Regions from separate parts of the Mus musculus genome. Here regions 2, 3, 4, 5 and 6 are each linked to region 1. The links are chromatin contacts, called in public HiChIP or PLAC-seq and promoter capture Hi-C maps. All regions are on one chromosome and are shown on one strand. The core of a region is the stretch at or near the end of the contact, and the rest is flanking DNA. Distances in the headings are between cores, read along the strand shown.

Region 1 (3,673 bases), core at 771-3,270:
AGCGCGAGGACCTGAGTTCCGGTCCCAGCATCCACCTTAAAAGCCTGAGTTCCGGTCCCAGCATCCACCTTAAAAGCCAGGTGTTGGTGGCAGGAGAGAGCCCCGCAGTCAAGAAGCCTGTGGGTCCTAGGACCGTCATGGTGGCTCTCAGTTGTCTGTAACTCCCACTCTAGGGAATCCACTGCCCTCTTCCGAGCTTCACACGCTTCTGTATTCAAATGGCACACATGAACACACATAAGCATACACATACACACAAAAACTGTGAAAAATTATTTCCAAAGTTTGGTATGTCAGTGAACACCTGCAATAGCACTGGGAAGGAAATTTTAAAAAAAACGAAACAAACAAACAAACAAAAAAAGTGGATCCCTTAGGAATTACTGGCCTGCCAGTCTAGCAAGCTCCAGGTTCTTTGAAAGTCACTGTTTCAAAAAGGAGGGTGGACATTGAACTTTTGTATACACACATAAGCACACATGTCCTCCCTTGCACAAACAGGAGTGTTCGAGGTCACAGTTATGTCTACACATACACATATACATGCACACCAAGAAATAAAAATTTTACTATTAACCCAAGATAATGTAATCATTTTGACCAAAGTCAATATGAATATTATGAACATGTGTTTTACACTTAAAGGACATTTCAATTTGTGTAAGCTACTGACAGCTCTATCAGTAGCTGTCATAGCTGGGTAGGACGGTCGGTTCCAGTCTGGACTCCTCCCTTTGGAAGCTGAGGGTAAACAACCTCTCACTTTGAACTTTGATTTCTATTGGATATTTGAACTCCCACATACATTCTTCACTTATCCTTTGGTCAACAACGGTGTGCCTTACAATGCCCTAGTCATTATGCCACAAATTGGAAATTCAAAAGTGCTGTAATAACAAGGTGTTGTTTGCCCTAAAGCTCCATCTGTAGGAGGGAGAGACACATAAAGGGACAATTATATAAAAATGGAAAGAACTGTGAGCCTCTGAAAGAAGTACATAAACTTGGCTTTAGAAGTGGCACCTCGCGAATCTCTAGGCTGTGTAGTGCTTTACCTCGGTGATACAATGGGGAAAGAGCCTTCTAGGGACAGATTCACCGAAGGTGGAAGGTGGCGCTATAAAGGATGGCAGAATGGAGTGCCCGAGTCCGTGTCCGGACAAAGGTGGAAGGGGGGGGGGGGGGGGAAGGAAAGACACGTGAAGCAGACAAGGCCCTGGGAGGTTTGAAAAATCTTCAGAGCTTCCTCCTGTTCAGGGAAAGTGCAAATACCACCGGACTCAAGCTTCTGGCGAGGTCAGAGGTTGTTCCGCAGCCTGGCCTGGTTGCTCCGCAAGGCCGGGGCCATGTGCTGGGTTCTTACTCTTAATCTAGGGCTGCCATGCCGCCTTGAAGCTCTTTCTTCCTGTCTCCAAGCCTCCATCCACTTTGGGTTCAGCATGGAAGAATGCCATCAACGCCTCTGTGCTTTTTAAAATTACTCGACAGGTGGAATTCACCATCGCGTATTTTAAAATGGGGGTCCCAGCTACCCACGGCCCAGAACTGCTAAGGGGGGTAGTTCAAATGCATTTATGGTAAACGCCCTGAAAATTGAAAGGATTCCCCCTCCTGGCCATGTGCCTACAGAGTGTCATGACCTGCCCCGGTCAAGGCCAGAGGCTCTCCTGCCAGGGTTGCAGGGTGGTTGTCTGGAGCGCCTCCCACCCTGGGGAGGTAACCCAATGCACAACTGCTTGACGTGTGTCCACGGGAGGCACCACCCAAGGAGGAGATCAAGGGTGGTCCCGCTGCCTCCAGAGCGAGAGCCCTAAACCCCGCCAAGCCCGCCGCTTGCCGACCCTACCAGCGCCCCCAGCCCAGGTCAGCCCCTCCTCGCACGCCGACTAGAAGAGGGTGGAGCATCCCGGTTCCCGCAGCCAATGAACGCAGCGGCTCCCTGGTCCGATCCCCGGCGCGGCTCACCATTGGTCGCCGCCTGGGTCTCGGCCCACCGAACCTTGGCGACCCAAGCCAATCGCGAGGCGGCGGGCCCGACTTACAGGCTCCCGGGGCGGTGGCGGCAGGCGCTGAGCCGGCGGAGCGCGGAGCGGGCGAAGGAGACGGGCGGCGCGAGCCCGCACCCTTCCGCGCGGTGCGCCGCGACACCATGGAGCCCGCCGTGTCGCTGGCCGTGTGCGCGCTGCTCTTTCTGCTCTGGGTGCGAGTGAAGGGGTTGGAGTTCGTTCTCATCCACCAGCGCTGGGTGTTCGTGTGCCTCTTCTTGCTGCCGCTCTCGCTCATCTTCGATATCTACTACTACGTGCGCGCCTGGGTGGTGTTCAAGCTGAGCAGTGCGCCGCGCCTGCACGAGCAGCGCGTGCGGGACATCCAGAAACAGGTGAGCGGCGCGGGGCGCGGCTGTGCGCCGGGGTAGCGGTTCTCTGGGCGACGGGGGCGTGTGGGGCCGGAGGAATGGGCGTGGGAGTGGGGATCGCAAAGGACCTGGCGTGTGATGGGGGAAGGGACTGTCCAAGGATGAAACGGAAGCAGCAAAAGCACCGGGGCAACAAACAGAACCCTAACCCTAGGTTTATAAAGTGTCTGCTAGGTGCAGGGCATGCGCAGTGCCTAGAAAACGAGGGACCCTAAACCCTCGGGAAGTGCGCAACAGTCAGGTAACTCAGGCCCCCCACATTCCAAAGGAGGAATGGCCTCTGGAAGGTGGTTCTGGGAAATGGGGAGGGGGGAGATCCAAGTGGAGAGATTGGCTGAGCAGAAGTAGGAAGCTGAGGAGCACAGTCATGAGAGGAAAAAGGTTAGAAAGTCAGTTTGGAGAGGAGCCTTATGCAGGAAAGAGGTGAAAGTTTGTTTTGCGGTCCGAGGTGCTTCGGATCCTTTTACAATGGAGGTTTAAAGAGAGATTAAAAGGCAGGATCAGCCCCCAATTCCGTGTAATGTGCAGCAGATTCTGCATCCAGATGTAGTCGTCCCAGTAAGTAGATGAGGAGTTCATATAGGCCAGCCGGCACCAAGGCTAAGACTTCTCTTCACAGTGAAGCGTCTTCCCCCTCATCCAGGGTTAGCATGGGCTCCCTTTGCCCTCCTTATATTCCTCTCTAACTTGCATCAGGCTTCAGAGAGCGTCTGCTTCCTGCCGCTGCCCGCATGGCAACCACCCTCTTGTTCTATTTACTTCTTGCTGTATGCTGCAGACTGAGCACCACAGGCTTAGCCTGCAGGTGCCAGGCAGAGTGACCTCCAGACCAGAAGACCTTACCCAGGGAGAGGAGATGCAGAGGGTGCATCGATCAGAATCACTTTGCACCTCCACCCCCACCTGCACCATTTTCCTTGGGTCTGTCTGCAGGTTCTATTTGCCATTTATTTACCTGCTGGATGTCCTGTGAGCACCAGAAGACAGGACTGTTACCTGACGGCTCCCCTTGGGGCAAGAGTGTATTAGTGAGAGGTTGTTAACCTAAACTAAATGGAAGGATGCGCAAGGAACAATGGGGCCCTACACGCCATACCTGTGCCACTCGTGTGTGCAGTTTACAGTCCACGGCCTCCTGGTGTCTAGTACCAGTTTTACTAAAATGAGGTTCAAAGTGTGAGTCATGTGCCCAAGACAGCACAACCGATAAATAAGGCAGGCAGTCAACATTGGCTTCGGTAAGAGCCTGAACTCTCA
Region 2 (3,673 bases), core at 299-2,798, 870 kb after region 1:
GGCGGGCAGTTGGTCAGTTTCCTCCTTTCTACTCATATCCACTCTGCCCTAAAGTGACAGTCCTCAATGACAAGTCTCCAGAAAGAGGCAAGGCCTCTGAGATGCCCATAACAGCTCATCGCCTGCACAGGTCGGCTGACACCTGCTCTTGGTAATAATGGGAGGAAGACACTGGCGTGGGAGTCGGAAGCCTGCGCTGCCACACCCTACCTACCTTGTTGCTTCTGGCCATGAATGTGGGGGTGGTGTTAAGTAAAATGTCAAGGTACTTCCAATTCCTTCTGCTGTTTCTAAGTCTCCAAACAAATAAGGTATAGGAAATTAAATCTTTTTTTAAAAAACTTTTTTTTTTCTTCCGAGACAGGGTTTCTCTGTATAGCCCTGGCTGTCCTGGAACTCACTTTGTAGACCAGGCTGGCCTCGAACTCAGAAATCCGCCTGCTGGGATTAAAGGCGTGTGCCAGCATGCCTGGCAAATCTTAACTTTTTGTGACTGGAAAAAAAAAATCTTTGTTTTGTTAAGATGCTGGGAAACTGCTTGGGTTGTCTTCCTGTGTGGAACCCCAGTCTGTGAACCAGGCCGGTTGCAGAAACACACTTCCACAGTTTAAGACTAAGGTCCTCTATTCTCAAACATTTTGTGCATAGTGGGAGATGTTGACAGCATGCAGAGACATTTTGGGGCTACCCTAGATCCTTCAGTAGACCCCAGAAAATCGGTCAGAGACATGAACGAACACCCCATTTTGCACGCTTCAGGGATGGGGGCTGACCCATTGCTTCTAGTCACTATGAAGCCTCATCAAGGGCTCTTCCTACAGTTGAGACCCTGCTGCCTGGAGCGCGGAGGACATGGCAAGGAATGGGTACAGGAGAACGCGGAGCTCCTCTCTCGTCTGGATGAACCCTTTCTAGAAAACAACACGAAAGTAAAGTGAGAAAGTGGGCTGAGGCCTGGGTTCAGATGACAAAGGCCAGCTTTGCTATGACTTGCAGTGAAATCTGTGCCACTTGAAGTGAGCTGGTTAGAGTCTGCAAAACCAAAACAACTTGTCAAGCACTTCTGTATTTGTTACCTCCGCTTAGCAGGTACCGCCATTCCCATTTACCCGGGAGAAAACGCGACCCGGGGAGGAGCAGAATCCCGCCGGGGAGCAGAGGAAGCCGGGTTGTGCTGGCTCTGCCTTCGGCTGGCCTCCTCCTCTGGCAGCCGCAGAGTCCGGCGGCGTCCCGGCAGCCGGCGTGCAGGGCTCCGGCCGCTGTCAAAACCTCAGCCTGGGCGCGCGCCGCCCCGCCCAGGCCCCCAGGCGAGCGGCACGCCCTCGAGCCGCCATTGGCTTGGTCCGGCAGCCCCCAAGAGTCGCGGCCCGAGCGGCTGTGGGCAGCAGCGGGCCGCCCCGCCCCCGGGGTGTCGCCCCGTAGGACGCGGCGGCCGTGGCGGTGGCGGCGGCGGCTGCGGGGGCTGCGGCGCCAGAGGAGGCGCGCCGTGCTGTGTGCCCCGCGAGCCGCTGCGCCCGCGGCGAGGTGAGAAGGGGCGCGGCCGGCGCCGGGGACCCAGTGGCGTCCGAATCCGGGAGCTCTGGGGTGGCGCGGGGCTCGCCGAGGGGCGAGGCGAATTTGGGGGCCCTGAGGCCTCGCTCTCGCGGGAATGATGCTGGAAATGATGCTGAGGCTCCGGCGTGAGACTTGCGGCTGCCGGCGGAGCGGAGTGTGAGCCGGTGAATGGGGTGTGTGGCATGGCTGGTCTCGGAGGGCGCATCGACGGGTCGCGAGTGTGCGTGCGAGCCGGCGTGCGTGGGCGACTCTGGCTGTGCGGGCTCCCGGGCGCCGGGGCTCCTGGATTTACGGCTCTCGAGTGCGCTTTGTGGGCTCGCGCAGTGGGCGTGCGCGCTCATCCTCAGCCCGGTGTCTGGCTAGTGGCGGGGCTCGCGGAAATTCTGCGTCTGCACCCGGCGGCGGTGCGTGTTCAGTGCCTGGGCTCTGCTCAGCCCGCCCCGGGGCACCTAGAGGTGCGCAGCCAGGGACCCATCTGAGTCTTTCCCTGCTCCCCTGTGACCCTGCTCTGGGAGTCAGGCTGCTGCCCTCTCCCTGTCCCTTTAGGGAATTCCGGACAGGAACTCCCATCCCATCCTAGTTTACTGCCCTCTCCCTGTCCCTTTAGGGAACTCCCATCCTATCCTTGGTCTTAGTTTTGCCATTCGTCTGAAGAGGGCTGACCCTGGGTGGAAGCGGATTAGGGTGGGAGGGCGCAGGGGATTCTCCGGAACGTGCGGGCCTAGGGCGACGGCAGCGAAAGCGGGACGACCACGGTGCGCGGGGTCAGGTGGCTCAGGGAATGGGGTCGGTGTGGTGACGCTAACTTTTTTTTTTTTTTTGAGATCAGGACTAAATAGAACGTGACTGCCCAAACTGTGATCTAGGGATGGAGTTTCCCGCTTTCTAAAGCTCGGTGCTTTCTTCCCTCCGCAGGAGCCTGGCGCGACCCCCAGCCGTGCGCCCCGCCCCGGCGCCATGCATTGCGAGGTGGCCGAGGCACTTTCGGACAAGAGGCCAAAGGAGGCCCCTGGTGCTCCTGGCCAGGGCCGCGGGCCTGTCAGCCTGGGAGCGCACATGGCCTTCAGGATTGCTGTGAGTGGTGGCGGCTGCGGGGACGGGAACCCGCTAGACCTGCTGCCTCGGCTACCGGTGCCACCACCACGTGCCCACGATCTCCTTCGGCCCCGGAGCCCTCGAGACTATGGTGTGTCCAAGACCGGCAGCGGGAAGGGTGAGTTCCACCGCACCAGTGTGCTGACCGCGGGCATGCTGAGGTCAGGTCTGTGGTACCGGTGTCTCTGCCACCGGCTCTGTAGGGATTCTAGAACTTCATGGAACTTCCTTAAGAGTTCCTTAATGTCTCAGTATCTCTGTAGTTGATTGGGACTCGCCTGTCAGTCTGAACTGATGCCTGGAAGCATCCAATTTAAACCAAATAGGCATGTTTGAGAAGGAGATGTGTATGTAGAAAGCTTACATTACATAATTTTGCTTCTATATGTTTCTGATGAAAGTCGTGTGAAATGTCAAAATTTTATTGTACATTAGTATCTAGTAATTTTTTCTAAGCAACGGAAGGCATATTTTGAACTATCACAGTCTCTCTAAGAAAGGAAGGAAGGAAGAAAGAAAGAAAAGACAAAACCAAATGGAGGATTTTAGTAGGACCTCTTCCTTAGGAACCTCAGTTTTCTCATCGGTCAAATTAGGAACTTATTATGCCAAATGATTTTTCTGACTCCTGACTTAAGTTCTTTTGAGCCTGTAATCTGGGTTGGGTCAAGTGTTGACTTAGAAGTGACTTTTCTGTGCTTGGTGAAGCCAAGGCAGGCCCAGAACCCGCTATGGGCAAATTCAGGGACAGGTGCTGGTAGACTCCTGAAGATATTCACCCAATCATAGTTAATTATTACCGACATGTTATTTATAGGTTTCATGTTAACAGATAATTAACCAGACATTAGAGATTGTTAAGGGATGTGCCGATCTGCCCGACCTGCCCTTTCGTTCCCCATTAGCCGAACCAGCAACTTTGGGGTTTGATCTCATCAGCTGCAGTACCTTTTTGGAATGAAAGCCAGTGTTTTGTAGTTGTAGACACCGCCAGCTCAGCACCTTAATCCAGCTTGCTTGCAGT
Region 3 (3,673 bases), core at 298-2,797, 830 kb after region 1:
AATTTGAAATTGTAAAGGAAATCTAAGTATAACAGGATATGTCTTACCCTGTTAAAAGATCATAGTGCCTTATTTATATTTTTTGGTTTTTGAGACAGGATCCTGCTATGTAGGCCAGGTTGGAGTTGATTTTGCAATTCTCGTGCCTAAGCCACATTCTAAGTGCTAAGATAACAGGCATCTTCTGGCGTGCGCAGCTGGATTAGTACTTTAAAATCAGTTAAAAGAAATGGAGCCCAGTGTTTTTGGCATAGTCTAGAGAAGCATAAACAAGTAGGAAAATGAGCTATTGCAGCACTAATTGCTAGTAAGTGTTAGCCATTCGTTTGGCCACTTACTGAATCTTTATTAGAAGGTCAGTTGTCAGGTGCTGTGGGTTGTGTTGGGTAGGACAATGACTAAGACACATGACAGTGCTAGGTTTCTACTGGCAAGAGCAGTGGCACCACCGTCTCCCCTGGTCCCAGTACCAGACGCTCAGAACTGATGCTTTGAAGAAATAAAGAGGCTTGTCCAGGAGAAGGTAGCTTTTCGGAAAGAGCAAAAAATGAGTGTTTTGTGTGTTAGGCCCTGCCATTGGATGTAGCAGTAGTGAGCAAGGCCATGTCCCTGTTCCTATGGGCCTCGCACTGCTGAGTAGAAGCAGATGAGGCAGCAGGCACAAGTGCTGTGGCCCAGATCTGGGGGCGGGGGCGGGACCGGGGCAGGAACTTATAGGAGGAGGGGGTATTGGAGTTAACCCTACAGACCTGAAAAAAAAAAAAAAATACAGAGCTCTGTAGTTCCTGTAAGTAGCCAGAGCCTAGAGTGTGTGGGGAGGTAGAGGCATGCATGAGAGTTAGAAGGGAAGTTGTGATTCCTTGGATATTTATGTGCCTACTTTTTACATATGATTTTGTTAAAGCTTTAACAGTCTGTCTTTCTTTGTTCCTTTTAGTATTTGGCCTTACAGGACCTGATGCTGCTTTCTCAATATTCTCCTTCTCGGAGGCAAGAAGTTTTCAGTCTCAGCCAACCAGGTATTGCTGAGAGTCATAGACTTAATTGGGCTCGTGCGTGCTCAGAGTGCCCCAGAGCCTTTGAAAGAGAGGTATGGTTTGTCCTCACTGCACCTCTGAGACCTTAGATGAACACTGGACTGAATATTACATGGCCCAAGTGGTGACACTGCTGAGTAGATTTATGTCACCAGGGAAAAGCATTGATTTGTAGATATTCATTTTTTCTTTTTTTTCAGCTCCTTAAATACCTGAACCTGAAGAAATTGTGTACTAAGTGTCTTATCAGAAAAGTTCAACCTAGGAATCTTAGCTCTGGTAATGCCATTGAGGACTTAAAAACCAGGTGACTTCCCCTAGATGGGAGTAAGGATTGGAGTCCGATTTATCTTTTGACTCCATGGACGTAGCTCTCTGCTCCTGCTAGGTTACGCTGCCTCCCTTAGAAGAAAAGTTAGCCAGAAACTGGATTTGTTAGTGACTGAGGGTGACTTTGGCAGGCCTGGTGTTCTCTGCTGTGCTTGCCAAGACTGTACAAGCTCAAGACTGACTTTGCCAGAACTCTCACCATGTTCCTGGCGTGGAACTGGTCCAGCCTAGTCCTATCCCCAGTGGGAAAGAAAGGGCCTGGGTAACCTTTCATCTGCTTTCTAATTAGCTCTCAATCATTTTGCAAAGCTTGCCAATTCCCAGACTGTAAAAAGATCATCTGTAGTTAAATGTGATGTGGAAATGAAACCCAGTTATATAAAAATATAATTGATCAGAGCTGCTTTCTTTTTAGCGCTGAGAAATCCAGTGCTGGGTTGTGGAGAAAACGAGGCCGCTGTGCTTTCTGTCACACTTGGGCTTTCTGTCACACTTGGGCTCTTCTTCTGCACTTTGTTATTCAAGCAACTACAAAATAGCATGTGCTTCGCCAGAGGCCTGCTCTGGGGCATGTGATTGAAGGTTAATTAGAATATCACACAGCTCCTAGCTGTCCGGAGTTGCATCTCAGTCTGATGAGGATCTTGTGTGTGCTTGCTGGTTAGGCGACGGTCCCTGCACGTGGTAGGAAAGGAGTGTGTTTCAGAGGGATCTGTGTGATGAGGGGCTGAGTGACATGAGATGGGAGGAGTTTACAGTGCCTTCTGCTGTTCTTAGCACGCCATGGCACATGTGACAACTCTTAATAGGCAAAGGGCTTGGGAATCAAAGACAGGTGAGGGTGTTTGTTTGTTTGTTTTTCTTTAAGAATGAGAACTATTAGTTCATGTTAAATAACATAATGGCCCATATATAAGATCTCTAAGTATGAAAAATTGAATCGTAGAGTTGTGTGTGCTTAATTTTGGTGTATGAATTTTTTGCCTTTGTTTGTTTGTTTTTGTTTTTTGAGACAGCGTTTCTCTGTGTAGCCCTGGCTGTCCTGGAACTCACTCTGTAGACAAGGCTGGCTTCAAACTCAGAAATCCTCCTGCCTCTGCCTCCTGTGCTGGGATCAAAGGTGTGCGCCACCACGCCCAGCGCCTTTTTTGTTTTTTTTTTTTTTAAATATACTAAAGTTTAAAATAGATTTTAAAAATTAGAAAGAGAGCAGGGCGTGGTGGCACACGCCTTTAATCCCAGCACTCGGGAGGCAGAGGCAGGCGGATTTCTGAGTTCGAGACCAGCCTGGTCTACAAAGTGAGTTCCAGGACAGCCAGGGCTATACAGAGAAACCCTGTCTCAAAAAAAAAAAAACCAAAAAAAAAAAAAATTAGAAAGAGTAAAGGTCATTGTCAAACAGCCAAGCCACTCCTAGAGACAGCATAACAAATGCTGGCTGCTTTTTTTAAACTTTTGAGACATGGCTACATGGCTGCCCTGGACTTAGCTCTGTGGCCTCAAACTCAGAGATCCACCTGGCTGCACCAGCATACCTGGTGTGGATATTGGCTCTTACACATAGTCTCTCCTTTATTTATCTTGGAACGTGTTCCAAGATACTCAATGGTGCTTAAAACTGTGGATGGTGGTGAACTCTGTATCTGTTGCTTCCTAATGCATATATACCTGTATACCTATGATGAAATGTATGAATTAAACACCATAGGGATGAGCAGCAATAAGAAGAAAATACAGCAGTTATAATAATGTACTATGATGAAGTTGCCACCATCTCTGGTGCAGTGGGGCCATTGTCACATAAAGTAGGGATGTTTGAGAACAAGGTTGTGCTGCTGTGGATTGCTTAGAGGGTAAGTTAGTGGCTGCTAGCATGAGTGTGTTAGACGTGAGGGTGGTTAAATGTCCTGGGAGTCAGTTATGGAGCAGCGCTGGATTATGTCATGCTGTTCAGAATAGCTGTTTAAAATGTAAGAATGATTTCTTCTTGGATGTTTGTGCAACTGTTAATTGGGAGGAGCTCCTATAAATGGACATGTAAGGAAACCCCGTGAATAGGCAGGTAGTATAGCATCCCCTGGAGGTACCGTTATGCATCCTAGCTTTCACTGCCCTGGTTCATTTTTCACAGACTTAACAATCTTAAGCATTGCTAGTGAAGTAATTCTGGTCTTAAAAAAATATGGCCTAGTCCTTGGCTTAGTTTTGGCAACTAATTTAAGAGTAAAATCCAAAGTTTTGCTTGCAGGCTTTTGAGCAAATTGATTCAGCCAAGTAGTTCTTAAATTGCTGTGTTAGGTGGCTTG
Region 4 (3,673 bases), core at 813-3,312, 810 kb after region 1:
TTCTCTGTGACTTGGAAAGATTTCTTCTTGACAGGTTTATTCTTGATCAACCAAGTATAATCCCAGTTTGTCTTTTGGCTCAGGTGTGATTGGTATTAATGTAATTTTGGAAGTTAATATGATATCTTAAATAAGCCAAGAAGCCATTGTTAGCAAACAGTACAGAGTATCTTGTGCCATCTCAGTTTCTCTCGGTAGCCTATGAGTTTATACAGAGTGAGCAAGACACCATGTCTACCTCTGCCTTCCTAGGGTGTTGAATGTTAGCATTGTAAAAAAGCTGTTAGCACTACTCACCTAGGTTTTTGATGAGGCCAAAAGTAATCAGAGAGAGGAATTTGAGCCAGTGAGAAGTTGTATGTGTGCATGTTTGTGTTTGTATGTGTGCACATTTGTGCATGTGGGTGTGGAAGCCAGAAGTCTACTTTGTGTGTTGTTCCTCAGGCTCCCTCCACCTTGTTTCTCCCAAGTGCCTACAGCTCAGAGTAGGCTTGGCTCACTAGCTATAAGCCTCATAGAGCTCCCTATCTCTGCCTGCTCAACACCTGCCCACCTGCCCAGCACCTGCCCAGCACCTGCCTAGCACCTGCCTAGCACCTGCCCAGCACCTGCCTAGCACCTGCCTAGCACCTGCCCAGCACCTGCCTAGCACCTGCCCAGCACCTGCCTAGCACCTGCCCAGCACCTGCCCAGCACCTGCCCAGCACCTGCCTAGCACCTGTCCAGCACCATGTTCAGGTTTTCCTCCTGGAGTCCAGGTACTGAATTCTTGTCTTCATGCTTATGTAGCTAGCTGAGCTACCTCTCCACCAATGGTAATCTTCTTTTTGGAGACAGCTGTTTCACATATTCCAGACTAGTCTCAAACTCACTAGCTAAGGATGGCTTTGAGCTTTATAGCCTCCTGCCTCAGTTTCTTGAGTGCTGCCATGTTTTGGGAGGTGCTGTAGGGTTTGGTATATATCAGGAAAGCATTTTACAACTCAGTCACACCCCAGCCTTCAATAGTTGTCTTATAGTATATAGTATTTACATCTTTACCCCATTAACAGGATGTTGTGTTTTTATCCTTATTTTACACTTGAAGAAATAGAGGCTCTGTGAGGATCAAGATGCTGCACTTAACAAGTATTAATAGCTGAAGCTAAAAACCAAAACATACCTTTCTTATCAATAAAACACTTTATTTTTAATAAAAGGAATTCAGTGAAGTTACTGAGTATTAAGACGGCAGCTTCAGTATCCTGTGGTTTCACTTTTAGAAAGATGCCATTCTGGGCTGAAGAGATGGCTCAACTCTTAAGAGCACTGACTGCTCTTCCAGAGGTCCTGAGTTCAATTCCCAGCAACCACATGGTGGCTCAGGACCATCTGTAATGGGATCTGATGCCCTCTTCTGGTGTGTCTGAAGACAGCTACAGTGTACTCATATAAATAAAATAAATGCATCTTTAAAAAAAAAAGAAGAAGAAAGATGGCATTCTGGAAGAAAAAGTGATATAACAACCTTTTCACTCCCAGTGGTTATTACAGCTTTAGTTAAAAAAAAGAAAGAAAAAAATAGAAGAGAAAGGGAGGGGCTGGGAGGTGAGTCCCGTAAAAGGCTGCTCCTCTAGAGTATCCGGGTTTAATTCCCAGTAACCACATGGCAGCCAACAACTGTAACTCCAGTTCTAGGACACCCCAACTTGCTTCTCGTTACACCGCGAGCCTGTACTTTGGAACTCCAAGTTCCAGAATGCAACGCTCCTCTTCCCCTTGGTTCTCAGGGGTCGTCGAGACTACAGTTCCCAGCATGCAGCACCGTCGCCCTTTGTTTTTGACGCCCAGATGGACCCTGCTTCGGAAGGACTTTTTGGACTCCAGAGGACGCTTCCTCGAGTCACAGCCCACCTGGAGGCATGTGGCTACGGGGAAGTTCTGGCCGGTTGAGTCTGTTCAGGCGAAGCTGCGGAGAGATGGTCTGGCGGCTTTGCAGAACCCTGCCCAGGCAGCGTACCGGGCAGCCCCAGCTGGGTCCTCCCGGGGCCTTCCTGCCTTTGAACAGTGGTGGCGGGCGGACACTCTGTCCCCGGCACGCTTGAGAGCGGGGGCCGCCATCTCCATGGCCACGGCTGCGAGCGGGCCCTGCGCCGGCGGGTCGCCGCGGGACATCCTTTGGCGCGTGAGTTAGCGAGCCGTGGCGCTCCCTGCCTCTCTGGCGGTGCCTGCGCGCTTGGCTAAAGGGGCCTGTCTTGGAGGCGCTTTAGGAATAGCGTGTAGGGATCTGACCGCCTCGGGGATTGGGTGCAAGGGTGTGTGGGCGTCCCCGAGTGGAAGTTAGGTCTGGGGTGTTGAGCTGGAGTCCGAAGTGGAAGTTTGTCAGCGTGGTTGGGATGGCCCGAATGGAAATTTGGTGGAAAAGTTGTAGAGCAAAAGGTTAGTGATTCGAGCTAATGCATAATAAATGGCTTGATTCCTTGGGCTAGGAAACGGGAAGGGCTGCTCTGTGTTGAAAGAATGTGGCCTTAGCAGACTCTGGGGTTGGGGAGACGCTAAACCGAGCATATATTCATGGTTTATTTAAGACAGCCTACTCTAGGCTTCAGCTAAGGAGAGCTCACCTCCTTGCATCCATTCTGTGTTTGGGGGGTGGGGAGTGGGCGCAAGGAGAGAAGTAAAGAGAATGCAAATAGTAGTGGTTCATGTTAATAGCCTAAATGGAGAAGCAGGATTTGCATGTCTGAGTTAGAGTAACTGACTTCTTGATTGAAGAGTTGTGTTTAATTTTAGGTTTTGGGTTGGAGGATAGTTACCAGCATCGTTTGGTCAGTAGTGCTTCTACCCGTCTGCATCACAGCCTTTATAGTCTTAAGCAGCATCAATTTATTCCACCCTATACAGTGGCTGTCAGGTAAGTGGTGATTTTTAATTACTGTCTGTATTGACATTAAAACATTACGTAAAGGCACTCACTCTCTGCATTTCTGCACTCACAGAACTGTCATTTTTGTTATATAAAATCAGTAAGTGTGTCAGGGATTATGTATGATGACAGGACAGATCATTAGAAGACTACTTATATACACAGCTAGGTGTGATGGCCCAGTGTCCTGGGAGGCAGAGGCAGGACGACCTGAGTTCAAGGCCAATCTGGGGCATATATATAGTAAATCCCTAGAGGTGCAGTAAAAAAGAAAAGGAAGCCACACAAGTATTTATCCTTTTGTCTTTTCCTTAAAAAAGGAAAAGAAAAGTTGGCTTATTTGTATTTTTCATGTGTATAAGTATTTAACTTGTATATATGTATGTTCATCACCACGTGTGTGCCTGGTGCTTATGGATCCCCCTGGAAGAGTTGCAGATGGTTGTGAGCCACCATGTGGGTGCTGGGACTGAACCCAGGTCCTTTGGAAAAGCCCTCTGCTGAGCCATCTCTCCAGCCCCAGTTCCCTTGTCTTTTCTTGTTTTTCCTTTCCCTGCCATCCATTTAAAATTGCAGATGGGAATTGTGACTGGTATTAAAAAAAAAGTCTAATCTAGCTAGTTGTAGCACATTCTTATAATCCAACTCTTAGGAGAGTGTAGCAAGAGGCTCCAGAGATCCTGGCTAGCCTGGGATACATATAGAGAAACTATTTCAAAAGCAATAAGAAAAAGCTATACAGTTATTTAAAGAATACTTTATTCTTAT
Region 5 (3,673 bases), core at 855-3,354, 650 kb after region 1:
CGGCAGATGTTGAAAGACCTGGGGGTTTTAAGGAAAGGGTCTCTTACTGTTTGCACAGTGCAGACTGGCACATCACCTTGAAGAGCAGCTTGACAGTGTCCCAGACATCTTGGCTGCCTACAGTAGGACTCTAGGGGCAAGAGATCAAGCACACCTACTAAAATGTAGTAAATGTAGTAATGGGTAGGACCCTGCTGCCCTTCCTTTGAGGGTTCCTGGTCACAGCAGAGCTCTGGAGAGATGTGATTCTTCCAGCCAGGCATGGCTAGACCTGCATTGAAGGAGGAGGCCAAAGGAGGAGGCATGGAGCAGGATGAGGAGGATTCCTATAAAGGAACACAAAGCTGATGGGATAGTTCATGTCTGTCTTCGCAGTACTTGGGAAGCAGAGGCAGGAGAATTGCCATGAATTGGAGACCATCCTGGACTATAAAAGCAAGAGTAACATGGATACATACATACATACATACATACATACATACATACATACATACATACAAAGGGACGCTAAAGAATCAAGAGTCTGTGGAAGTCATACTAAAGGGCATGTGTTGGACCAGGAATGTACTCTGCTGTCCACTCTGACATCTGTAGTAGGCATTACTAATCAATCATAGACCCTGACGTTAACATCCTTCTGAAATCATGTGCCTCTTAGTCTCTACTATCGTTGGCACAAAAAAAAGAAATCTAGGTACCATCTTGCGTTTATATTCACCCCCTTCGGCCTTTTCCTTTTCATGGCTTCTCAGCCTGGCTTGCAACCGCCATTGCCCCCCCCCCCTTGCCTACCACAGACCAGTGAAGCTAGGGATACGAGAATTGCCAACAGCTTCATCCAATGGCTGGCAGGATGGGATGAGTGCCCCGCTTCCCTCGGGTGAGTGCCTTTGAGATGCATCTTCACCAGTGTCCCCAAATGCCTCGCAGAATCCAGGTGCTGCCCCATAACAGTGAGCAGCGTCTTTCCCTTCACCTCAGCTCCCTCACTCCACACCAGCATGTCCAGGATCCTTCCCATTAAGACCGTCTGTCCCCTGTTCTTGTCAGAGTGCCCAAGTCTGAGAAACCTACACTCAGGCACCCCTGCATCTACATGCCTGTGAAGGGAAGGGCCTTTCCCAAGCCATTGGCAAGGTCCTTGTGAGAGCCAATACTTAGCTTGCCCAGTCTGATGGCGACCTATGTCTCCAGCCTCCATGGTTTGGCTTGTATTTCCCACCACAAGAGAAATGGCCCAGCACAGAAATCACTGATGGGAACTCCTGGACACCTGCAGTGGGTACTACCCTCGGGGTGGGCCTCAGAGCATCCTCATCTGCTTCAGGGCCCCTGTCTCCTCCTTAGACTAGATTGCTAAGAAATCTACTCCATGCTGGGACAGAAGATATTCTGGAAAGCAGCTAGCTCCCACCCAGATACCACCCCCAAAAAGCTAAAAAATATATTTCTCCATGCTTTCAACAATTCAAATATGTCTTTCTCTCTTTTATTTATTAATATGTGTATGTGTGTGGTAGAGGTGCACGCATGAAGTGTATGGAGTCAGGACAACTATGTAGAGTGGGCGCTCTCCTTGTATCTGCACATTCATCCTGGGACTCAAACGAAGGTCCTCAGGCAGGCACCTTTATCCACTGAGCCATCCTGTTGGCCCTCAGAAGTGCATATTCTTCTGGTCTAGAAGAATGAACATGAACAGTTCATCAATGAGAAAAGGAACTCTACCTTCTGGCCACTGAACCAAGACTCATGGCACTTCTGCCTGTGGCTTCCTTCAGCCAGGGGGCCTTGCCACCCTGCAGTCTGATGATGCAGAGGAGAAAAATGTGTTAAAGCCTTGGTTCCATCTCTCCCACATATAGTGTGACTTGAGGCACAAACACCAGCTTGTCATCTGTGGAATTGGATGCGTCACTGTCCAACTGCAACCTAGGGAAAGACGTGGTAGGAGCAGGTACCCCTGTCCTTTCCTCCGTGGGGGAGGCAGCCTGGGAGGAGAGTGCCACAGGAGAGGGCACAGCCCTAGCAAAGCCTGTTGCTGTCCTGCCCTCCCACAGGCTGCCCTTGGTGACAAGGTGGAGAACTCTACACTGAGCTCTTTATTCCACCTCAGTTCCTGGAGATGAGTGTTGGAACCATGAACAAAGTCTTCCCCCAGGTAAAAGCTGCCTGGGTCTGAACTGACTCTTGACCTAGGGAGCCATTCTGCAGATGGAAAGGGCTTGTGGGAGGGGACCCTAGGACCCACGGCCACATCCATCTGCCCTGGGGACTCGCTCCACCTGAGATCCATGAGTACTGAGAAGCAGCACAGGACACCTAGGGGTGTTAGGGCACTGTCACTAGGAGGACCTGCCTGAGTCAGTTTGGAGGACAAAGGAGGAATGGGTCCTGTACGGGTCGAAATGTGGAAATGTGAAGCCCAGGATGAGCGTGGGCTGTGAGAGAGCAGAATTTTGCCCAGCCTGCTTCTGGTTTCTTGGCCAGGCAGATGCCGAGAGTAACATCACCACTAGAAGGAAAGCCCGCCCTGGAGATGAAGGTAAGGACAGAGGTGGGGGTCAGGCTGGGCGCTGTGGGTCCCTCCCTGGAAACTACCTGACTCTAGGTAGAGAGTGTCTGAGGCTACTCAGCTCTTCTACTCCAGTGTGGGTGGTGAGGTCTGCTTCCAGCTTCCTGGCCAGCCATACTGACAGCTGCTTGCTGGATAGAACTTTTCATTCTCTCCAGCTACCAGCATTTTCTGAGTGCCTACTATGTGCCTTTTGCCTGCTGGGCCACCACACAGAACCTATAAGACCAAGGACCTCCAAATCAACCTCTGGCCCCCATGCCTGACCTGGATGCTCCTGTTGATCATAAGATGGAGTCGGCCAGGACCACACACTTGTACTTATTATGTTTCCCCAATTCCTGTGCAGCCGGGACCTTTGTATCTCCCTGGGTCCATCTTGGCCTACAGTTGATGAAGGAGGAAACAGATAGATGCTAAGAAGGGTTGTAACCCTTTGCAGACCCTTCTGCCTCGGATCCCTGGGGCTGCAGACCTCAGTTTCAGGACAACCCTGGGTGGGTGGGGTACTAGAAGCAGCTGAAGCTAAGAGAGGTTGAATAATCAGGTCACAGTTATATGGCATCGGAAAGGAGGCCCCTGGTTGCTAAGCTTCAGGGTCATGCCCCATGCTGGTGGCTTTTTCCAAGTTGTCACTCAGTGCGGCTTATCATAGGTGTGGTTTTTCTTCCTTTGCCCTGGGTGGGCAGTTTCTGAAGTTTCTGGCTTTAAAGTGGGTTTAAAGCTTCCCTCCACTTCTGAGAGCTCTCAGCCTCATCTGGAGGGCCAGACAAGGTCAACTAGGAAGGAGGGTAGCGACTAAGTCTCCTGTGTCAGGCCACAGAAAGGCAGAGGCAGGTTTCTCTCATCCCTTGGGCTCTTAGGTTCTGAGACAGGCATTGCTCTCACTGGTGCCCTGTGTGGGTTTGTGTGTGTGAGCGCATGCATGTGCAAGCTCGCAAAGTTGCCACCAAGGCAAGAGCTCTGCCTGCTGCTCCAGTCTTGCCTGCAGCCCCACCTTGCACACAACATGAACTGCACAAATATTTGAGGAACAACCACTCAGCCAGCTCTGCTGCCCCGTATCAACACGATCTCCCTGGTGACCCAAGTTTACTC
Region 6 (3,673 bases), core at 370-2,869, 600 kb after region 1:
CCCACCTGCCTGCCAGCCTTCCTCCTTGCCTCCCTCATCTTTGGTTTGCTCGATGCCCCTTGCCCACTGCTCACTCTTCAAATGATGAAGAATCCACTCACAGAGGCCCAATAACTGCAAGGCTCAACGTCTTTTCAGCTTCCCTGACCACGTTAGAGGATCGGGACCACTCATTTCCAGTGTCTCTGAAGACACTTGTCCCTGGTCCATGTGGCACTTCCCGGCCTGCTTTTCTCCTGCTCCCACAGTCTCTTGGCCTCTCCACAGCTGCCCTTCTTCCCACTTTCTAACAATGAATTTCCTTCCAGGTTCAAGTCCTTCCTTTAACTCAGAGAATTCATTCACTTTTGTGATTCCCAGAAACTCACTTCCAATATGTATTTCTAGTCTAACAGTCTCATTTGAGCTGGACATTTCCATTAAAATAGTTTTAAAGAATTCAAAATGCAGGCTGGGTGTGGTGGCACACACCTTTAATTTCAGTATTTGGGAGGCAGAGGCAGGAGGATCTCCGTGAATTTGAGGCCAGCCTTTGTCTACAAAGTAAATTGCAGGACACCAGTGCTGTTATACAGAGAAACCCTGTCTCAAAAAAATCAAAATGATAAACTCTTACCAGTAAATGAACAAAGAACACAAATACTTGAGAGAGAGAGAGAGAGAGAGAGAGAGAGAGAAAGAGAGAAGAAAAGAGAAAGGAAAAGGACAAATGGCTGACAAGCCTATTACAAACACTTAGTCTACTTAGTAAATGAAAATAAGAATTTATTTCTCTGACCTATCTATTTTTTGGCCTATTGGATTACTGAGAGTTTAAGAAAGATGTAGGCATGCAAATGAAGACAACATTCCTAGGATGTAAGATTCCCACCCACATGGAGACAGGAAGCGCACAGAGCAGTCTAGATGAAGGCCTTGGGTAGGCTGCTCGAGGCTGGGCTGCCCTTCCTGAAGAAGCATCGTTGCTGGGGAAAATAGAAGCAGAGCTGGAAGGCAAGCAGAGCATGGAGAATGCCGCCAACTCCTGGCCCTTCCCTCTCTTGGACAGGCACATTCTGCACTCAGGTTCTGTAGCAGTGAGGTGTGAGGCAGCACACACAACAGCACGGCCCTGCTGGCACAGAGACTGCTCAGCACATAGAAAATAAAGAGGCAAATAATTAAATAAGTAATTACAAACCAAGATAAGAGCCGGGAGGGAAACCAGTTAAAAATACAGAAGTAGCAGCCGGCTCGGTGTCACTTATGCCAAGAGAAAGGAAAATAATCAACGGTTTCAAATCACAGGTCTGGAAGATGAGAACCGAGACAAGACACTGGATTCGGACAGAATAAAATCACTGTGTCCTGAGAGAGAAGTGAGAGTGTGGGAGAAGCCCTCTGGGAGAGAGAGAGAGAGAGAGAGAAAGAGAGAGGCCAGAGAAGGGCACTGTGCCCAGCCAGCATTTAGAAAGGGAAACGGTATCTGGGAAAGGGGGCAAGGACAGCTAACGGGGAAGAGGAGTAAGGAAAACCAGTAAGGACAGAGGAGTTGCTGAGCCACACCCACTCCCACAGCTGGCCCTTGTGACATCCAGCTAAGGGCTATCTGTGGAGCTGTTTCTCTGCTCCATTCTCAGTCCTTCATGCTTGTACCATGTCTCGTCCTGTGACCAGAGCTACACTCTGCTCCCATGGGTCACTCCCTCCCTCACACCTGTTGCGTGTTTGTTCACTGCTAGCCTTTCCCATGAACCATCTCCATCTACCACCACACAAAGGACTTCTGCTTCTTCTCTGGGCTTTGTTTCCTTTTGTTACTGTTTGTTGTTGTTGTTGTTGTTGTCTGTACCCAAGAACTCACTGTGGAGTCCAGGATAGCGTCAAACCCACGGCAATCCTCCTGCCTTAGCCTCTTCAACGCTAGGACTATAGATATGACTTGCCATGCTCAGCTAGGACAGAGACCTTTATCAGTGTCGATCGCAGGCATCCATGCCAGTGCCTGGCACTCGGCAGGTGTTGCAGCTTCACTGTGATGCAATACAACACTGTGGCAAAAGTAACTTAGGGAAGAAGGGCTCACTGGGTTGCAGGTCACAGTCCATTGCTGCCAGGGAGTGAGGGAAGGAGCTTAAAGCCTCACGACCACAGTCAAGAGCAGAGAGCATAAAAGCCAAGTCCTACCTGCTTGCGCTCAGCAAGTTCTCTTTACCATCACAGAGTCCAGGGCCCCAGACCAGGCAATGGTGCCTCCCACAGCAGGTGGGGGCTTCTTCTACCAACTATCAGTTGGGACAATCTCCCAAAGAAACGTCTAAAAGAAAGTGGATTCAGAAAATTCCTCGAGGCTCTCTTCCCACATGATTCTAGGTTGAGCTGACAGTTTAAAAGTAGCCATCATAGCAGGCACTGAATAACTACTTGTTGAACAAATGCCTGGACGTCCACCCATGCGGTCTCCCTTCCCCTGGTATCCCTCACCTTTACCTTCTCTTAGCCACCGGAAGCTCCAGTCATGCATCCTATAGCTAACTGCATCAATGGTTACAAGTGTATTTGTTTAACCTTATAGGTTGCTAATAAGAGATGCTACGAAACACTTTCATGAATTACCCTGAATTAAAACCAAAACCAAAGATGAACAGGCTTGTTTGTCTATTCATTTTGGCCGTGCTGGGGATTGAACCTAGGGACTTGTGCAAACTATACATGAGCTCTACCACTCAACTACATTTCCAGCCCAGTTTTCTTCCTTGTGGGATTTCTCTTAGCCTATTACATAAGAAATTAGGATGAAACCCCCAGTAGAGAGGAGACAGGAACTCAGCACTGTCTAAGCTTGCTGGAACCCAGAACCCTTCCTTCAAGAGTTCTGGGAAAACCCATTAGAAGACACGACGACGCTGGCCATAAAGTCCAGACGCGGCTGACTGTACAGCTGTCTGATTTCTTCCCAGGCAGGCCCACCTAGACCTGCTGCTGCCACCCTCCCCAGCCATTCATGCTCTAGTGCGCTGTTTCGGGACTTCAGGTTTTCCCTTCCTTCCTCAGGCCTCGGCCTGAAACGAACAGGAGCTCATTCCGACCTACGGAAAGCACGTGTCTGTGAAAACCCTTCCCACTCCACGGAGAGAGAAGAGTGCCGTTGCACCCCCACGGGCTCCAGTGCTCGGCCTGACTTGCGTCTTTTCAAAGGTCAACTGTAAGTATACAGTCACATGCTTCCTTTCTAAGCAAGACCTGAGGATCTTACCAACACAGACCAGGCATCACTCTCTGGCATTCAGCATAAGGCGCAAGTTAAGGTCCTTGATATGTGTCAAGTGAGTGAATTATTCCAAGGCCCTTGCTGATTGTCACACTGCTCATTAGTTTAACAGAGACCTCGCCCTGTAAGCTTCCTACGATGCTAACTCCTCCCACTCGACTGGATCCTTCTCATTAGTGTTCAACATCCCTTAAAACCCTGTTCCCATCCATTTCCTTCCTCTTCCTCTTTCTCTTCCTGTCACTCCTTCTCCTTCTCAGAAGCATTTTTCTTTTCTGCGCCCCTCCTTTGCTCCTCAAGCTCCTGCCCCCAACCTTGCTTCTGAGACTGTACTAAAATTACTAATCACTTTTTTTATAACCTATTCCATTTTTAGACTAAGCTTATTTGACACAGTGATAACCTCAGATATGACTGACCGTA

Evidence for each region. Promoter capture Hi-C pulls out the DNA fragments that hold promoters and counts their contacts. HiChIP or PLAC-seq counts read pairs in DNA pulled down with a chosen protein or histone mark.
Region 2: an H3K27ac HiChIP or PLAC-seq map of epiblast stem cells shows a contact between it and region 1, with 7 times the contacts expected there. The contact joins the promoter of Glis1 here to the promoter of Dhcr24 in region 1. A contact is called at or near these places in 4 of 39 promoter capture datasets (cranial neural crest, embryonic stem cells, hippocampal neurons and 1 more) and 3 of 115 datasets of contacts at active chromatin or transcription factors (embryonic stem cells, epiblast stem cells and stem cell-derived neural progenitor cells).
Region 3: a promoter capture Hi-C map of hippocampal neurons shows a contact between it and region 1, with 2.1 times the contacts expected there. The contact joins the enhancer-like site here to the promoter of Dhcr24 in region 1. A contact is called at or near these places in 4 of 39 promoter capture datasets (cranial neural crest, hematopoietic stem and progenitor cells, hippocampal neurons and 1 more) and 4 of 115 datasets of contacts at active chromatin or transcription factors (embryonic stem cells, epiblast stem cells, pancreatic cancer cells and 1 more).
Region 4: a contact with region 1 is called in an H3K4me3 HiChIP or PLAC-seq map of the SCID.adh cell line, with 11 read pairs. The contact joins the promoter of Ndc1 here to the promoter of Dhcr24 in region 1. A contact is called at or near these places in 2 of 39 promoter capture datasets (cranial neural crest and neural stem cells) and 9 of 115 datasets of contacts at active chromatin or transcription factors (the SCID.adh cell line, embryonic hindbrain, embryonic midbrain and 4 more).
Region 5: a contact with region 1 is called in a FOXA1 HiChIP or PLAC-seq map of pancreatic cancer cells. The contact joins the promoter of Ldlrad1 here to the promoter of Dhcr24 in region 1. A contact is called at or near these places in 2 of 39 promoter capture datasets (cranial neural crest and liver) and 2 of 115 datasets of contacts at active chromatin or transcription factors (neural tube and pancreatic cancer cells).
Region 6: a contact with region 1 is called in a promoter capture Hi-C map of liver, with 2.2 times the contacts expected there. The contact joins the enhancer-like site here to the promoter of Dhcr24 in region 1. A contact is called at or near these places in 20 of 39 promoter capture datasets (the 3T3-L1 cell line, 3T3-L1-derived adipocytes, the C10 cell line and 14 more), 1 of 15 datasets of contacts at CTCF or cohesin (large pre-B cells), 1 of 484 Hi-C or Micro-C datasets (liver) and 7 of 115 datasets of contacts at active chromatin or transcription factors (the SCID.adh cell line, embryonic basal ganglia, embryonic limb bud and 3 more).

Annotation. Positions count from the first base shown.
Region 1 is chr4:106,559,018-106,562,690 of GRCm38.p6, forward strand. It overlaps Dhcr24 (24-dehydrocholesterol reductase), which reads left to right and starts at 2,021. Exons shown (of 9, transcript NM_053272.2): 1 at 2,021-2,380. The coding sequence starts at 2,150.
Region 2 is chr4:107,433,171-107,436,843 of GRCm38.p6, forward strand. Glis1 (GLIS family zinc finger 1) reads left to right here and starts at 1,549. Exons shown (of 11, transcript NM_147221.2): 1 at 1,549-1,727; 2 at 2,470-2,767. The coding sequence starts at 2,512. Gm46866 (Holliday junction resolvase MOC1, chloroplastic-like) reads right to left here and starts at 2,085. Exons shown (of 2, transcript XM_030253946.1): 1 at 1,110-2,085; 2 at 607-911. The coding sequence starts at 1,895. The coding sequence ends at 1,263.
Region 3 is chr4:107,385,659-107,389,331 of GRCm38.p6, forward strand. It overlaps Ndc1 (NDC1 transmembrane nucleoporin), which reads left to right. Exons shown (of 18, transcript NM_028355.4): 10 at 938-1,019. Among named protein-coding and RNA genes, the nearest start is that of Ndc1, 19 kb to the left of the region's middle. Within about 2 kb of position 1,548, at least 15 of the 459 cell types and tissues checked have an H3K27ac peak or open chromatin away from gene starts, as enhancers often do. A contact at or near this core is called in hippocampal neurons, where this site is marked.
Region 4 is chr4:107,365,985-107,369,657 of GRCm38.p6, forward strand. It overlaps Ndc1 (NDC1 transmembrane nucleoporin), which reads left to right and starts at 2,063. Exons shown (of 18, transcript NM_028355.4): 1 at 2,063-2,164; 2 at 2,773-2,893. The coding sequence starts at 2,105.
Region 5 is chr4:107,207,040-107,210,712 of GRCm38.p6, forward strand. Ldlrad1 (low density lipoprotein receptor class A domain containing 1) reads left to right here and starts at 2,105. Exons shown (of 5, transcript NM_001081272.2): 1 at 2,105-2,545. The coding sequence starts at 2,431.
Region 6 is chr4:107,158,357-107,162,029 of GRCm38.p6, forward strand. The region is part of intron 3 of Tceanc2 (transcription elongation factor A (SII) N-terminal and central domain containing 2); the gene reads right to left. Among named protein-coding and RNA genes, the nearest start is that of Tceanc2, 18 kb to the right of the region's middle. Within about 2 kb of position 1,620, at least 10 of the 459 cell types and tissues checked have an H3K27ac peak or open chromatin away from gene starts, as enhancers often do. A contact at or near this core is called in 3T3-L1-derived adipocytes and liver, where this site is marked.